2 separate regions of the Sus scrofa genome follow, and region 2 is linked to region 1. Evidence: chromatin contacts called from public Hi-C data. All regions are on one chromosome and are shown on one strand. Each heading gives the region's core, a stretch centred on a gene start, on an enhancer-like site or on the middle of the called end of the contact. The rest is flanking DNA. Distances are from core to core; before and after follow the strand shown. Region 1 holds the start of RCN3 (reticulocalbin-3). Region 2 holds the start of PRRG2 (transmembrane gamma-carboxyglutamic acid protein 2).

What was found. Hi-C and Micro-C count contacts between places; a contact is called where the count stands out from the background.
Region 2: a contact with region 1 is called in a Hi-C map of embryonic fibroblasts, with 2.0 times the contacts expected there. The contact joins the promoter of PRRG2 here to the promoter of RCN3 in region 1. A contact is called at or near these places in 4 of 47 Hi-C or Micro-C datasets (embryonic fibroblasts, epiblast stem cells, omental adipose tissue and 1 more) and 2 of 2 datasets of contacts at active chromatin or transcription factors (alveolar macrophages and skeletal muscle).

The regions. Positions count from the first base shown.
Region 1 is chr6:54,597,759-54,601,106 of Sscrofa11.1, reverse strand. It overlaps RCN3 (reticulocalbin-3), which reads right to left and starts at 1,760. Exons shown (of 7, transcript XM_003127328.5): 1 at 1,416-1,760; 2 at 767-1,014. The coding sequence starts at 1,005. FCGRT (Fc fragment of IgG receptor and transporter) reads right to left here. Exons shown (of 6, transcript NM_214197.2): 5 at 2,934-3,050; 6 at 1,919-2,404. The coding sequence ends at 2,325.
Region 2 is chr6:54,634,120-54,637,631 of Sscrofa11.1, reverse strand. PRRG2 (transmembrane gamma-carboxyglutamic acid protein 2) reads right to left here and starts at 1,652. Exons shown (of 10, transcript XM_021097559.1): 1 at 1,596-1,652; 2 at 750-828; 3 at 1-81. The coding sequence starts at 69. NOSIP (nitric oxide synthase-interacting protein) reads left to right here and starts at 1,601. Exons shown (of 9, transcript XM_003127327.5): 1 at 1,601-1,751.

The DNA of each region.
Region 1 (3,348 bases), core at 511-3,010:
TCTTGCTGGCTGTGTGACTGCTGGCAAGTCACTTCACCTCTCTGTGCCTCGGCTTCCACCTCTGGAAAACGGGGGTAAATAATAGAATCTACCCTACAGCGTGGATGTGCGGATTCAACGAGCTAAGCATCAGAAAGCACTGAGAACAGTGTCCAGCTCTGTAGTAAATGCGACCCAAATGTGTTAGCCTGTCACTGCCCTTCCTCCCCATCCCTCCTTCTCCCGACCCCATCCATGCACAATATCCCAGCCAGCAGACTGCCACCGCCGCCATGCCCACCTTGACTCTGTCCCCCTAGTCTCTCGTCTCCCTCCCGGTCCATTGCAGTCACCTTCTCACTGGGCTCCCTGCTTCTTGCTCCCTGTAGTCTGTTTCCTGCATGGCAACCTGGGGGGGAGTCTGTTCAACCTGAGGGCAGCTCACATCCTCCTTTTGCTCAGAGCACTCATCTCACTCAGAGAAAAACTTCAATCTTCACTGTGGTCCCAAGGCCCTCCGACCTGACCCCTTGGTTGTCTCTCTGCCACCCCCTGTTACCTTTCTCTCTCTTCCAGTCTCTTAGGCCTCACTGATCCTCAGACATTATCAGGCACATCAGGTTCAATCCTGCCTCAGGGCCTTTGCACTTACAGTTTCCTCTGCCAAGAATGTGATGCCCCCGTATACCCCCATGGCTCAAAGAATATCTTCTCACTGAGGCCTCCTCCCACCGCTGTCTTTAAAATTACAACCTTGAATCCTCCTCCCCTTCCATCTCTTTCCTACCCCAGACGGGCTTGGCTTTCCTCTGGGCTGAGTTGGTCGAATTCCTTGGCCACGTCTCGTCCCAGAAAAGCCTCATGGTCATATTGGAAGTTCCCGTGAGCGTCATCATGAGGGGCCTCGCTCAGGGGGGCTGCCTGGTGCACCCTCCCCTGGCCATGAGGGCCGGCTTCAGGGGACGGCTTCCCGTGGGCTCCGCGCCTGAGCAGCAACAGCAGCAGTAGAAGTGACGGTCGCCACATCGTCAATTCCTGAGGAGGGGTGGAGGCTACAAGTCAGGGTAGTAGCCTGGCAGAGATGGGACAGGAGATGGGGGTGGGGACAACCTAGGACAGGACAGAGAGTTGGTCGCTGGCTGCCAAGGTTTGGGCTCAAAAAAGGATGGTATGGGGAAAAGGGAGGTGGGGTTCTCAGAGGTAAAGCCAGCTGTGGGGGCCGAATCTTCTGAGGAAGTCCTAGAGCCGCAAGTGGGGGGATTCAGGCGGGAGACGTGGCGCACTTCCCACGCACAGCTCAGGGCGCGGCGGTGGCCAGGGAGAAATCATGCAGGCTCCTGGGCATCGCTTTCAGCCTGGTCCGCAATCCTCCACCCAAGTGGCCCCTCACCGTCCTCCCTGGCAGGCCCTCCGCCCTCGCCCCCGCCCCCCTTTACCCAGTTAGGCTGCTTCACTTCACTCTGCGTGCTCCACGCTGCGTTCTCCAAAAAGATGCCCAATTTGGCGGCTCTCCCGCTTGGCCCCGCCTCCTGCAGCTCAGAGGCCCCGCCCTCCGACCAATGAGCGCTCCTGACGGCCCCAAGGGGCGTGGCGGATGGGAGCCGGGAGGGCCACCAGCGCCCCTCGCCACGTCCACAAAGGAAAGTGCGGCCCGGGAGGACAGGGTGGGCAACGCCAGAGTCCTGCGACCCAGAGAACTACAACTCCCGATAGGCATCGGGGGACCCTGCCCTACTATCTCCGTTTACTCTAGCTGAAAAGCCTCACGGGAGATGTATTTTTGCCCCTTTTGTCCGCATGTTTTAAGAAAGAAGAGGCAGAGGAGAGTCGTTCCTTTCCCTCAAAGAGGAGACACCTTTTCTATTCCGCTCCAGTAAGGAGTCAAATCCGACTCCAGCCAAGGATTCCTCAAATTGCCTGACACAGTGTAAACATTCGGTAAATATTTGTGAAATTTATTAATTAAAAACACATGACTTGGTATATAAAATTGGCAGATTCCACCATGCCAGCAAGTTGGCCTCTGGAGAGATTTGAAGCCCAAGGCTTATACCATTTAATTCCCCCCACGATTGCCTTAAAAGGTGAAACAATGAGAACACAAAGAGTCAGGCCCAAACCCGTGTTATATATGTGGAGGTGGAATACAGCCATGTATATCAGGAGGGGGAACTGAGGCAGACCACAGGAGGAGAAATCCAGAGGGAGGACATCCGGCTCCTTCCAGAGGCTCAGAAATACCAGGATTCCAGGAGGTCTCACAGCATGAAGAGGACCTGACTACAGTAGCTGGTGGCAGCCAGGATGGGGGACCAGCAGGCAGTTGCTGGGAATGCATTCATATCCTAAGATTCAGCATCCTTGGCCAGGTCGGGGGTGGGCAGGAGGGCCCCTACGTCGTCCCCATGAAAAGAGATCCAAGGGGCTGAGGAAAGAGGAGAAGGGGAGGTCGTCAGAATCTTGAAATCCCCTGGGTATCCGCCCCTCCCCTACAGGTGTGTGCATCTGTTCCTGCCTCTGTCCTGCTCTGAAGGTTTCTATCCCACTCTGTCTGTTTCTCCCCCCCAGTTTTCTTTCTTTTCTTTTTCTTTTTTAGGGCCACACTCTCAGCATATGGACGTTCCCAGGCTAGGGGTTGAATTGGAGCTGCAGCTGCCGGCCTACGCCACAGCCGCAGCAACGTGAGATCCGCGACCTACACCACAGCTCACAGCGTGGCCAGATCCTTAACCCACTGAGCAAGGCCAGGGATCGGACCTGCATCCTCATGGATACTAGTCGGGATTGTTAACCACTGAGCCACGAAGGGAACTCCCTGCCAGTTTTCTGTCCCCATGTCTCTCTAAGTCTCTGTCTCTCTCTGTCTGGATCCCTGTTCCCCCAGGAATGTGTCACCCTCTTTTTTGGGGTTTCCGTCCCTCTCACGGAGGCACTTCCCTCTCCCCGTCCCACACCTGGCAGCCCCTTCCTCATCCTCCTCCACAGCAGAGCTCCTCCTCCAGCCACGATCAAGAGCAGTAGGAAGCCGACCATGATTCCAACCACTGGCATGGAGGACTTCGCTGGGGATTCTGCAGCCAGAGAGGTTGTGAGATGTTTAATGGACCCTCCACCACATCTGAGTCAGTCCCTCCCAACCTCAGAGATCTCAACACCACGTTTTGGGGAGTGGGTGTGGGTCCAGGAGAGGCCACTCAGATGATGCTCTAGATCTAGAAAGCCCCCAGGCTGGATGTCAAAACCAGCCGTGGCAGAAGGGGTCTCAGTCACTCTCGAGGGACCTGTAGCAGCAGGGTGGGTGGTGGTCCAGCTTGGAGAGGAGGGGCGAGCACAGAGCAGCAGCCCATCAGACTCATAGAGGACTGGCAG
Region 2 (3,512 bases), core at 403-2,902, 37 kb before region 1:
GCTGGGTGAGGAGTCCAGGCAGGTGGTTAATCCCAGGTATAGCAGCAGCACAGAGGGGTGGCCCCTCATATTTTGTGGACGCTAGGAACCAGGTGTGGTTAGTTAGACGACAAACACCTCAGGGCCTGGAGAATGAGGCGAGGTCTCTCTGACCCACTCTGTGGTCCACGAATGACGGGAATAATACAGACACTTAGGTAGCCTGTATTCTGGGCCAGACACTGTTTGAGGTCGTTTACCTCTATTCACTCAGTCTCATTTTCACAGCAGTGCTATCATTATCTCCATTTGATAGATGAGAACATTGAGGCACAGAGAGGTCAAAGAATTTGCCCACATTCATACAGGGTGCAATTCAGAGGCAGGATTTCAACAAAGGCAACGTCCCTCCAGGGACCAGAGCTAGGAGCTTATCTTTTTCTCTGCTGTGTCTGCAGTATCCAGCACGGGTTTGGGCACACAGTAGGTGCTCATAAACATGTCCACTGAGGGGCATTCCTGCCTTCCCTGGTAATTTCCATGTACACCCGCCTCTCTCTGTGCTCATTGCCACATCCACCCGCGGAGATCAAAGATGACAGGAGAGGTATAGAGCGGAGGCCTATATCCTTGGGTCCAGGAGGAGGAGGAAGGAGCAGGGGTCCTGGGCTCCTGGGTTTGGAGGCTCCGACTTCTGGATCTCAGAAGAACGGGGAGCCAGATCGCCAGGGTCCCCAAGCCAGGCTCTGCCTCCAAGGGTATTCACTTACCTGCCCAGACTTGTGAACAGTGTCCCCTCCTTCTTAATAGGGGCCTCCTGGGCCAGCTGCGGCCAGCTGTGAAGAGGGGCTGGGGAGAGGGGAGGGGAGAGGAAGGAGGGGTGCCTTACTCTCTATAGTCGGCACAATCCAGGTTTCTGGCCAGAGGGGCGGGGTTTGTGATTACCTGCCTTGGGCGGGACTCAGGTAAGGGACTAAGTATTTAAAGGGACCTTATGATTAAGGGCCACGGTCCAGAGCCTTTAGGAGGGCCAGCCTCTCCGACACAGTGGGGGCACTTAGGGAGTTGGATATGCAGCTTCCCTCCTCCTATCCAATCCCCCCACCCCCACCCCGCCCCAAGAGCCCGCCAGTGAGAGCTGGGAACTAAACATCTAGGGCTCCAGATATCTAGAGATGTCAATACCTAGAAACTGACAGGGAAACTGCCTTAGTGAGAAATGTACGCCTTGGCCCCTGGGGGTGGGAGGTGAGTATGCGGTAATAAATTCCTGTTTCCTGAGGTAATTTGAAAGGCTTTGACTTCCGACTGCTCCAATGCTCCATGTGTAAAGTGGGGACAGTGGAGTTATCCCTTCTCTATTAACTCTTATTTTGCAGCAGAAAAGTGGATGATATCCTTGGGTAAGCCGGCTTTCCAGTCACTGGGCGAAGTGGTTAGTCCTTAGACACAGCCTTAGAGAGACGCGAAGCCTCGGTACCAGCAGGAAATCGCCCGCCCGGGAAACGCCTAGTATATACTAAGCGCGCCCCCTATTTACGCCAGTTTTACTGACCGGAACCTTCGAATTGCCACTCACGTTTCCGGAGGGAGGAAGAGAAGAAGGGAAGACTTACCTAGCCAGAAGAGAGACCTCCGCAACTAGGGGCAGATCTACTTCCTGTCTCTTCCGCCGGCCGGAAGTGTGTAGAGCGGGGAGGGAAAACAGCGCTCCTTTCCGGTGTAGGGGCACAGTTGAAGCCGCTTCGGAGGGAGAAGGCGTTGTTTGTAAGGTGAGTTCCAGGGGGTGGCGGGATGGCGTTACTGCGATCGTCTTCGCGTAGGCTAGAGTCTCGGGGTCCCAAGGGAGAGTGGGACAGGATTTTGAATTTCCGACTTCCCGACAGTCATTAGTGGAACGCTCTAGGCGCTCCAAGTTTGAAGCTGAACTACAAGTCCCAGAAATCTTTGGAGGTACCCAAACCTTCAGTTCTCTGGAGAGTTTTAGTTTCACTACGGACGGATGGGCCGGGGTTCCCGGGGAAAGGAGGGGACTGGTGTTCTAGAGAGTCTAAGACGTGAAAATTGAGGAAGAGCACCCCTTTCCTGCCCTTAGTTTCCCAGATTGTGATGCGGAGGGCGGCGGGGGATATTGTGCAGTCGCCTGTCGCCGCCTCTCTGCACCTTTTTGACAGCCTTCCCTCTCGGAGTTGCTGTAGGGTTTACCATTTTCCTCTATGGAGCTTTGGGGATTGGCTGTCCTGGTTTCATATCCCTACGGGGCTGCTGATGGGGTACGAACTTGGATTTGATGGGTCCTTTACAGCAATTTTCCTTTAATACTGGAAAAAGGTTCAAACATGTAAAAGTGAGAGAGTAACATAAGAATTCCGTAGTTCCCGTCGTGGCTCAGCAGTTAGCCAGCCCGACTAGCATCCACGAGGACGCAGGTTTGATCCCTGGCCTTGCTCAGTGGGTGAAGGATCCAGCGTTGCTGTGAGCTGTGGTATACGGATCGGGCGTGGCTGTGGCGTAGCGACAGCTATAGCACCAGTTCGACCCCCAGCCTGGGAACTTCCATATGTCGCAGGTGCGGCCCTAAAAAAAAAGTTTCATTTGCTTGAATTGGGATCCTTTCGAGTCATGTTATGTCTCTTTTTAAATTGCTTTTAATTTTGAACAGTCTCTCCTCCATCCTACCCAGTTTTTCTCTTAATGCAATTGATTCTTTGAAGAAACTGGGTTAGTTATTCTTTTTTTAATCCCATCATCTGAAACCCTTTTCACTTCTTTGAAATGGTAGTGTCTTTTCCTTTATTCCCCCCCACACACACACACTCTAGGCAGCCGCTCACCTACTTTCTCTGTCTCCATGGATTAACCTAATCTGGATATTTCACATAAATGGAGTCATTTTTTTCTCTGATCACATCCACTGCAGTTGCCACTTGCGTTGCTGCTTGGGCCACAGCTGCGCAGCCCCGCATCCTTAACCCATCCCACTGTGCCACAAGGGATCTTTCTCTGTCTGGGTTTCTTTCACTTAGCATGATATTTTCAAGGTTCACGCATTTTGTAGCATGTATCACTACTTTTTAAGGCTGAATAGTATTCCTTTGTATGAGATATGCCATATTGTTTATCCATTCATCAGTCAGTGGACATTTGTGTTGTTTCCACTTTTTGGCTACACTGCTTGCACTTGTGTACCAGTTTTTGTGTGGACCAATGTTTTCTGTTGGTAGTGGAATTGCTGAATCAAGTGGTAGCTCCATGTTTAACCTTTTGAGGAGCTATCAGACTTTGCCACAGTGGCTACTCCCCATTTTATATTCCCACCTTCAATGTAGGAGGGTTCCAGTGTCTTCATGCTTGTTATTATCTGACTTTTCTTTGGTTTTTAGGGCTGTGCTTGTGGCATATGGAGATTCCCAGGCTAGGGGTCAAATCAGAGCTGTAGCCACCAGCCTACACCACAGCCATAGCATCGAGGGATCTGAGCCACATCTGCGACCTACAGCACAGCTCACAGCAACGCGGGATCCTTAACCCAC